Regions from separate parts of the Scatophagus argus genome. Here region 1 is linked to region 2. A link is a contact called in public Hi-C data. All regions are on one chromosome and are shown on one strand. Each heading gives the region's core, a stretch centred on a gene start, on an enhancer-like site or on the middle of the called end of the contact. The rest is flanking DNA. Distances are from core to core; before and after follow the strand shown. Region 1 holds the start of LOC124064424 (collagen alpha-1(XIV) chain-like). Region 2 holds the start of mrpl13 (39S ribosomal protein L13, mitochondrial).

Evidence for each region. A called contact is a pair of places that touch in the nucleus more often than the background predicts.
Region 1: a Hi-C map of muscle shows a contact between it and region 2, with 2.6 times the contacts expected there. The contact joins the promoter of LOC124064424 here to the promoter of mrpl13 in region 2. A contact is called at or near these places in 2 of 2 Hi-C or Micro-C datasets (both in muscle).

The regions. Positions count from the first base shown.
Region 1 is chr9:11,750,736-11,755,817 of fScaArg1.pri, forward strand. It overlaps LOC124064424 (collagen alpha-1(XIV) chain-like), which reads right to left and starts at 3,462. Exons shown (of 45, transcript XM_046398874.1): 1 at 2,948-3,462. The coding sequence starts at 2,973. It overlaps deptor (DEP domain-containing mTOR-interacting protein), which reads right to left. Exons shown (of 10, transcript XM_046398879.1): 10 at 3,571-5,082.
Region 2 is chr9:11,616,061-11,621,508 of fScaArg1.pri, forward strand. It overlaps mrpl13 (39S ribosomal protein L13, mitochondrial), which reads left to right and starts at 2,154. Exons shown (of 7, transcript XM_046398885.1): 1 at 2,154-2,308; 2 at 3,077-3,200; 3 at 3,586-3,679; 4 at 4,181-4,241. The coding sequence starts at 2,282. It overlaps dscc1 (sister chromatid cohesion protein DCC1), which reads right to left and starts at 1,972. Exons shown (of 9, transcript XM_046398881.1): 1 at 1,609-1,972; 2 at 1,013-1,181; 3 at 764-898; 4 at 152-242. The coding sequence starts at 1,778.

The DNA.
Region 1 (5,082 bases), core at 2,212-4,711, 140 kb after region 2:
GCTAAACATTAGCATGTTAGCATTGTCACTGAAGTATGTTCTTGTCGATGTTATTATGTTGATAATTTTTTGTCATTCAGATTTGTTTATTTTTGGTTTAAATGTCTATTAATTTCCATGTTTTTGTGTCTGAAGATCCCCTTGAAAATGAGATTGTGCATCTCAGGGGGTTTATCTTCAAATTAAATCTGAAGTAAATAAAAACAAAAAACAAACAAACTGTAAATTAGACTTCTCTCACTCATGGCGGGCACCCTAATCTGAAAAAATGGTTTCCCATTACCCATTTATTTGTGATTTCCAGAGTCATTTAGTTGGTAAAATAAGTTTTTAAAAGGAAATGCTTGTTATACAAGAAGTGACTTCCCTCCAGAGAAACTAGCCAAATTTACAGAGCTGGCAGCCACACTCTAAGAAGCATTTGGCAGATGGCTAACATTTCTGCTTGCTGTGACTTGTCCTGAGCTCCTGGCCTGTGGGGAGGGAAGTGGACGACAGGAGACAATCCACTTGAAAACATTGTAATCATGCCTCAAAGGGATTCAGTCTATCAATCTGAACACTGAAACCTTTCTTCGGCTGCACATTATTTCTTCTCCTTTCTTTTCTTCTCTGGGTGATATTCAAAAAGTTTCATATTTCCCACATGTGAAAACACTGATAACCTTTATTTAATCAAAGCAGCAGCCACACTTATTGGCACTCTGTGTCAAAAAGCTAATTAAAGTCTAAAGAATAGTGTGTTCCACTGAATCTTATTTCATTTTTCTGGTATTACATTATTTGCTCTGTCACAATGTGATGTATGACATGATTAAAAAGGATATAAAAATATAATAATAGCCTGAACCCATATTTTAATATTGCCCAGCACTGAGATAAATATGGTGTATTTTGACAGTTTTTGTCCCCCAGCGGATTTTTGATCCTCTAAGAAATTTGCAAGTAAAATCCTGAAAGTGCTCTGCAACTGTTGACCCCCTGCAAAACGAGAAAATATTGGACAAAAGCTACATAAAGGCCTGTTCACTGGTACAGTGCAGACTGTAAGAATCATATTTCAAATGCTTTTGTCAAATCTAAGCTTTGCAACAAAGAATGTCAACACAGGAGATTAGAAACACACTTTTTTGCCTGACATTTATCAAACCTTAAAGAAGGTTTTGATGGTTTGATAACATTTAATTATTAAAATCTACTTTGGCCCTGAGACACTTCCATTATATTTAATCTTAATCGAGGAAATTCCGATGTGAAGTTGAGGATAGAAATGAATCAGAAACCTGAGTGACACTCTGAATAAAACCAAAATCCACCTGCTTTAAATGTAGGCTACTTCATATTTCTGCTTACCTCACCTATTTTGGCTTCTGTCACTGTCATGAGAGGATTTTCTATGTGTATTAATTACTTGATCTTGGCTTGTACCGCCTGTATTACTGTTGCTTTAATTGGACCAACTGGGCTTTTCAAACCTTAATATGATCTTATAAAATATGCTACTTGGTGAATGCTTTCATCCCAGGCTCCTCTGAGCACGTATGTTTTTACTGCGTTGGCCCCATTTGGAATTGGACCCCACAGTAACTTTGGCAGACTGACTGTGATTCTGTGTGCACCGAGCTAAATCATGTTGTATCAACACACTGCTCTCTGAGGGCCCGTGAATAGAATAAAATCCGCTAATAAAAATGCTCACCAGTGCTCCAAAAACTGTTTGCCACACACTTCTTCAAACACAGAAAATTTTAAATAAGTTATTTTACAATTTGACTTGTTTTTTTTTTTATACAATCAGTACAAATTGTGTGTAAATGTTCTGTCTACTGCTGTTAAAGACATTTCTTATCAGTTGGATGACTTAAATGTTCTAACCTAATCTCTTGATCTTACCCTTGTCCAGCGGGCTGTTGCTCTCAGGTTGAGACGTGTGTGTGAAACAGTTTCTGAATTCCTCTGTGTATGCATCAGTCTGTGTACTGAGCTGAAACACACACAGACAGATAGATGAATGGGATGGAGTTGAAGGAGTCAGTGAGCTGATCAATGGATGCTTGAATGCAAGGACAGATGAATGAATGGACGGATAGGTGGAGGAAAGGTGACGATGGTCCCATCTGATAAGGTCTTTTCTAGTTAGTGTTTCTGTCAGTCTCTTCCAAGAGATTAAAGGATGGTGAAAAAAGAAAGAGAGACAGCAAGAGACAGAGAAAGTGAGAGAGAGAGAAAGAGAGAGCGCGAGAGAAGGGCACCCAGATGCATGTGAGCAAAGTGTTACGGGAAAACAGTGTAGTATAGCTCAGCGCTAATCTTTTGTTTTTGTAGCTCACTCAGATTGTGATTAAGTGGTTTATCTGCTGCCACATGTAGAGTTGAATATATTTCCCACATTTCTATTGCACACTCAGACATGCAGGTTTACCATAAATATTTTCACAATAATGCCTTATAGGATGTCAAATGTGTGTGAGCTCAGGGATGTCAATCCAGAAGAAGCCTGTAGGGGGGATATCCAGCTGCGCAATTAGTTTATTATCATAATAATGGGGGAGAATGAGAGAACCGTGATCAAACAGCAACAATGTCAGTCTTGTAACTTCTCCTGTGGTTCATATTCACACACAGACCTTTCACATAACTGAGCTGGACAAGATGTTCTATAAAAACTGATGTCTTCTTGCAGAAACTGTCCAAACTGTCCAAAGAAAACACTCCCACCTCTCACGTGAAGGCACTGTTGTTTAACTCAGGAAGCAAAAAAATATATACACAGTGCAGACAGTGTGCTACAGTATAACAGCACCCCTTGGTGGTAGCTTTAGGTAGGGCATTTAAAAAAAAAAGGGAGGGGAGGCTATGTGTGAGTCAAGACAAGTCACCTTCATTCAATTACCATCATACAACCAAGACCACAACAAAATGATACCTGTCTCTTTATGCTACTCACAGTGGAGATGACTTCAGATCCCTCATCACAGGTTATTGTTCACATAAGTTGTGAGCAGTTCCACCAAACAGTTTTCCCATTTCAGATGTATTGTGAAAGACTCTTAAAGGACTGAAGAGGTGAAAGTGTTGAGATGTCCTCCACGTGGGAAGCGCAGCCTGAACATAAAGATGATGAAGGTGTGTGACAGAGAGATCAGGATAGTGCACATTAAAAAAGTGATACACACTGTACTTTTAGGCAATCTCAGAAGAGATGAAAACCAGACAAAATGTTTAGAGTAAATTGCATGTTACAGTAGCCTTGAGATAAAGGAAGAATGTGGGAGGGGGAAACAATTTATCAATATGCCTTTGAAATTAACGTTGAGCTTTAATTGGACGGCGCCAACTGAAAAAGAACACTATGTAACAAGGACAGAGACTGAAAATACTTCAATCTCACTACACACTAATGCAATTACACACACAGAAGGAACTAGATAGACATACAAAGAGAGACTACCAGGTTTCAAGTCTGCACAGTCAACACACTCATGGACTAAACTAGCACTAAATCAGACCCATCCCAAAAAGTGAGCCTAATTCATTTATTTATTAAGTACAAAAGATGAAGCCTCAAACTCAAGTTCAATCAGTTTGTTTATTAAACACTTAATCAGCTGTTTGATACATCAGAACATCAGGATGCTTTGTCAAAGACACACTGTGGTACTGTGAGCTTATATAGTCGTCAAACCCAACATTCGCTCTCTGATAGCGGTGAAAATAAACACACAGCCGTAACCTGCTGAAAATGTTTGGGCCTCCACCTCCTCCTCCGACCCCACGCGGCAAACATAAAGCAAAGAATCTCTTTCATTAAAGGAGTGAACCAATCATTTAAGTATAAAACTGACAATGTCAACAGTACAATGTAGCGGAAATACATTCTGTCAGATCATTGCTTTTGAAACTGTTGTTGTGCTGTCCACAAAACACTGATTGTCAAAAGAGCTGACGTATGATTACCTGGTACAAGGGTTAGGTACGAGGAAACAATCTGAGATAAGAGAGCCGGGAAGAGAACGAGAGATATGACGACCACCATTGTGATTAGCAGCAAAATAAGGTCTGAAGGCAAATGCTTTCAGGCTTATTGTCGAACAGTCGGTGAACCCGTTTCAGCCAGCTAACAACTCCTTTAGTGCATCCCAGACACTTCTGCATATTTATACTCCTCACAATTCCACTGAGACCACGCTCGACCTTTTGTGCCCCTTCCAAACGGCCTTCAGACAAACATTTCTCAATTCCTTTAACAAAATTACAAAAGCCTTCAAACGGATCACTCGTTTAAAAGAACAAATACTGGATTGAAAACTGCAGCTGTGCAAGTTTTTAATGAAAGAAAGACTGTGAGATAAGAGCGTAGATATGAACTGTGTCTTCTCTACAGGAGAGCAGTGAAAAAGGTTGGTTCACTGATGTCTGCAGTTTTGGGGACAGAAGAGATGTTCGTCACGTTACCTGTTGAGTTGTTGTGTGATAAAATCCAACAAACGTAAATCTGACAAAGTATCAAAGAATATTGACGTCTCATTGACGCCTACAGTGCCTATTGTAACTCTTCCAAACCCAAGCAAACCCTACCAACCAAACACCCACGAACAGTCTTAAAACAGTATGCTGTTTGGCATCAGTGTCAACCAGAGAACATCACCAGTGAGGAAGTTTTGTTCTGCTGTCTTTTTCCTGGAAAATGGGTAGAGTACATAAAGTGGAAACGAAGACTTGTCAAGACTCAAATCTACTTTACTTCTGACAGGATTCGCCAGCTAATTCAGTCCTACTAAGTCAACAGACTGAAGAAGCGCTTTGGATTAGAAGATAAAAATGCTACGTAAGCACAGATTCACAGGAGTCATGCATTTCACTGCTTACAACATCTAAGAACATTGAGGAAAACCAATGAAATGTCCACTGGATAACTCACTTCAGACACTTGGAGGCAGTTTACTGTAATATACAGTGTGTGTTCATTCTAACGCTTGGCAATAAAGATTTCCTGAATACATGTTCACTATTAATAGACAAAGTTTGATATACTGCATTACAAGTGTTAACTCTTTAATCACCCATGGATTACAGACACTA
Region 2 (5,448 bases), core at 904-3,403:
TATAGCGATTGAGACTGCATTTACATAAGCATCTTCCCTGCACTATACCTCACAGGAGCACTGCACTGACCCTGGTTCTTAACCTATTTACATACCCAACTTTAACTACTAATGTTCATGTAGTTAATATTCAAATTGTGTCACTGTTTACCATCTATCAGACAGGCATGGACTGTCTCCAAGTGGGTCTTTGTCTCTTCTTCACTAGCCTGGATCCTCTCCAACAGATCCTGCATTGTGTACTGGTAACAGAGGAGCACAGGAAACCGCTTATGGACAGATACCATTAACATTCAAAAGAGAGCAACACTTAAGAGTGAAAGTCAGTCTAAAAAGTCTAGTCAGCTAAACTTGGACTTGTGATTTAAAAGCCATTTACTTCAGATAGAGTGGGGACAAACCAGGTACAGATGTTGACACAGGAGCCCCACACCTCACCGATGTATAAAATAATCAGTTACAACTGCACTGAAACTTCACCACAGAAGTCATATGTAATAACCAGATGGCTTTTGTATGTGTTTTTTTTCTTGACACTAGGCATACAGCATTTAAGGTAAAAATGGACGGCGGTGAGATCACTTTTACCAAGGAAACCGCTATCACTCCTCTGCCTGGTGAATAATCTACATGGTGACAGACATCATAATCAACGTGTGCTTTGAAAGGTTAAAGACTTGACATGCATGTCGTGTACCTATATACACAGGGCTACAGGATATTATAATTAATTATTACGCAATAAAATATGTTTTTATTTTACCCTGTTCTCCATATTCTCCTCCTGCCCTCCTAAAGCGGGTCCTTCATAAGGATTCTCCATTAAAAGCTTCTTCAGCTTCTTCAGTTTAGGGCGTTGCTTCCTCAGTTCCCAGTAGCTGTTGCAAAATCCCCAGATCTACAACAGAAGCAGGACATTGTTAGTGCATGTGGATCTTAAATCCAATTAACTGCTAGATGCATATGAACCCAGCAGACTGTGGCTGTTTATGTGTGTGTGTCATTTCCATACCTGAGCATGCACCACATGAGCGCAGTCCTGGCTGTTAGTTAGCTGGTCTGGTGTTCGGCATTCTGGCACAAACAGCAGCAGGTTGGATGTGTCGGCTATTTTTAGATCATACGTCTTGTCACCACTACAGAGGACTGCTCGCTCATCCTTATCCCCTCGAATCACTAGACTGGAAAGAAAGAGAGAAGGGAAAGAAACTGTCAGCTCTCATTTATGAATTACATTTACATATGTCTGCATTTATCCTGTTCATGCATTTGAATTATTTTTACCCACCTTAAAAAGAAGAAAAGGGAAATGGTGGAGATTGTGGTCTTTCCTTGTTTTACATTGCTATAACTTAAATAAGCCTTTAACAATTGATGGTTTTGGACTTTTTTTTAAGATAAAAGAATCATACTGAAAACCGTGAAGAACTTGTGAAGGGCATATTCTTAACATTTCAAAAAAGAAAAAAAGAACCTGGAACCTGTAATCAATAGTGAAATAGTCAGATTTTATGACCAGAACAGAATAACACACAATACAAAAACATCAGCGATGTTACCTTTTTGTTTTGTTTCACCACAGAGCCAATAGGCAAGGTAAGAGCTTACCTTTGTCCAGCTTCTATGTGTTTGCACAGCGTGTCGTCCAGCTCCATCAAGCAGTAGTCTGCAGAAGAGACGTTTTCCCCAAATGACAGACAGTGAATTGTTTTCTGCAGGTCCCCCTCTTTCAGCTTGGCGATCTGCAGAGTGGCCTGAACTTCCTCTAAAGTTCTCATTTTTGGTCTGACAGCTGGCTAGATGAATAATGTTTGGATAAATAAACCGTTTCAGACTCCGAAACCAACAGTCACAAACTACTCCCTTTTCTACTGTATAAAAACAAATCAAAACTATTGTCACTCGGTGACTGTCAAATTTCCGCGCTCTCTTTCAGTCTTGGGAAGGAAGTGCGGGAACGAGGGGAACTACGTTTAGGTGCAACGTCAAAATAGGATCGAGTAGAAACTGTTAGATAAATGAAATAAGTACTAGATAAAAGGCAACGATTATTATTTTAAATACAGATTGTTACTGCGACGTATCACTGTTTAACATGAGCACAGCCATGAAATAACATATTGTACATATTGCTACATGACCTAAATATAGATAAACCTGTAACATAGGAACGGTGAACTGTCACGTCTTGTTCCAACTGAGTAAAATTACCAAACGAACCGTCACTCACGTTGAGGGTCAAATGTTTTGAGTATGTGCTAGTAACGTTGGTGTTAAAGAAATGTCAAGTTTCTCCCGATCAGCCCAGGTAACCGCACACACTATACCTTACAGTATTATTTCTACCTAAAAATTTTTATTTGTTTAGGTTAATGTAAGGCTCGTCGCCACTCACAAGTAGGCCGTTAGCTAACGTGCTTTGCTAACAAGCTACGCTGTAAGTGATGTGGTTATGAATGTAACTGTAACTGGTCAGTGAGTAATAAGAGTTAACGCATTATAACCGTTTAAGTACACATTTTTTTATTCCTTATCAGTTCCTCCAGACTTTAATATAACGTCTGAACATTTCCATGCCAATATGTGTTCGCTTGAAGCTTTGTTTTGGGTATACGATGGCTGCATGTTCACAGCAGAAGAACCGGGTCCATCACTACATTTTCAAATCGTGGGTTTGTGTGCGCAGGTCATATGGCTGAAATGTGGATATTGATGAACTCTTGTCAGTAGCTGCTTCCAATTTTAAGACTTTGTCATTTTAACTTTGATGAGAATAAATGACACAGAAATCAAGTGATATGCATTTTATAATCTGTTACACATGCACATCATAGTTTTTAAGTTGATAAATGAAAACAATCGGCATGTTGGGGCTTGTAGTACATGCACACACACTCACCGTTATATCTACTGTTACATCTATTACACTGTATGTGATTGAGTTCAATTCCTATGACATTTATCCCTCCCTTTAAACTTAGTGTAAATTGCAGAGAACTCGGGCTACCCTTAAACCTGTGATGGTCCCATGCCAGCAAATTTGTTCAACCCAGTCTTTCTTCCTTTCCTCTTTCAGCAATGGGCGACCTTCGCTCGTTCGTGGTTCCTAATCGATGCCAGGATGCAGCCTCCTGGGAAGATTGCGACCATGTGTGCTATTAGATTACAGGGGAAACACAAGCCTATCTACCATGCAATGAGTGAGTCCAGTCTGTCACAGAGCATATTGTACCCATATAAAGTCACAAATTACTTTCTGAATTTAACATATCATAACCCTTACTCTCCGTGTAAATTAGTGTTTGACTTTTATCTATTATGAAACCCCAATTCACCCTTAGTGTGAGGTTGCTGTGGCATTCAGCAGCCACTTGATGGCAATAGAGGATAAATCTTATAAATACATCTTTGTTTGTTTCTTACTAATACATAATAGTCTTTGTTAGTTTGGCAAACTAGCTATTGTTTTTTGTATTATTATTATTGGCAAACCAGCTGTGTCTGTAAACATCTGTCTCTGTGTTAAAATAGTCATTTTTAATGTAATAATAAATCTGAAAACAAACATGTCGAACATCTTCACAGGTGACTGTGGTGACCATGTAGTAGTAATAAACACCAAACACATAGCTTTCTCTGGAAACAAGTGGGAGCAGAAAGTGTACTCATCACACACGGGGTAAGTGCATACTGATGATACTTCACTTTCCCTGTTGCGACACGTCTCTTGTCCCGTTTGTAATCAATTAGAGGAACTGACCCACTTGTTTTGTCTTCTCACAAAATGTGCAGAGTTGTGTTGCATTTTTCTTTTGAATTCACAGCTTTGTGACAATAAACTAATTGGCATAAATAATATTTTCCTCTTTAGGGGTTGGATGGTATTTTTCTACAGTGTGCTTGTAATAAGGCACTTTAATCTCACACTGTGAGATCTGCGAGGTCTAATTAGATGCATTTCCCTTTCCTACATGTGTCTAATGTATTTCCTTAGTTAACAGAGAACAAAAAAATGCAGATCGATAGAGTGCAGATTAATAAACAGAATACTCTTTAATGTATTCACCAGTTGCATTTAATAGAAGATTTTGCTCTTTGTCAAGTTTGGTATGCATATCTTCATTTGGTAGAAGAACAAAATGCTGCAAAGGACTGACTTTCCTTCCTTTTTTTTCCAAAGGTATCCAGGTGGATTCAAACAGGTCACAGCAGCCCAGCTGCACCACAAAGACCCCAAAGCTGTAAATATCATCAGTCACTATTCATTTTTATTATTATTTAGAGAGCATTCTAAAATCCCAAATATTCCACTGCCACATATCCTTCACCATGATTTTCAGTATACTGTATGTATAATTTAATCCACATTCTAGGAGATTAGTCTCAATTTTATGTCTGCCACGGAGTAGGTGGTTTGACATTTATCCCTTCTTTCATATGTGCTGCCTGTGCATATTAATAAGAAGTGCAGAGAAAAGGGATTAACCAGCAGTGGATTTGTGTTGGTGATGGTGGTGTTTGGCGCATCCTGAAGCACAGTATGAGAATGTCAGTTCTAGGATAATTCCTGGGCTTTTTGTTGTGTTACATATTCATTTCATTTCAGTGTTACAGACTCTTCACTGTGGTGCAACCACAGTGATAACATTCAGAACTTCAGATGACCTTCATAACCTACTGGCCTTTGACCTCTGTGTTACAAAATATGGAGGCTTTGACATGGACTTTGAGTGACTTTGAGTGAACTGACACAAATAAGAAGTATTTCTTGTGTTGTCAAAGCCTGATGTTGCTTTGGGCACATTCAGACCAAATCAAGCATTGTGGTGAATTTGCTAGTCCTCCCATTCCTTTGCAGTGTTTGTAGTGTCTTTAGGCTGTGCCGGTGCAGACCACAGGGGTTGCTGTGCAGTGGTCCATAACTTAAGCTTGTGAATCAGACTGGCCGGTCAATATTGTTGTTCAAGGGATTTGCACAAAATCTCAGAGGCCAAAAAAAAAAGACACATGCACATACATGTTGCTTGGTGTCTCATCATGCTGCTAGGAGACTGCACCAGCTGGGGAGGAGAGCTACTCTTCAAACTTCTGGTGGATGGACAAAGCCTCTCTGGAAGAGTTGTTGCTCACAAGCTGGGAGCTGGAAACCAGGTGCTATCCAGGCACAGTCCTCCCGCACCACTGAACAGCTCACTGCAGTTTATATCTTTAGTGTATCCCACATACACCATCCTGCTGGTAAATACTCACCAGAGCACCGAATGTGTATTAATCTTCACCTCAAAGTGCAAATAGTCCCTAACAAATGCACAAATTTACTCTTGTTGGAGTAATGTTGCTTTAGGAAGTTATTTGGCTTTTTTTTTAAATATGAAACTATATATATTTGTGATTTTGTTTAAATTAACACTCCAAGTAGTAATAAATAAATTTGGGATTGAGTGCCAC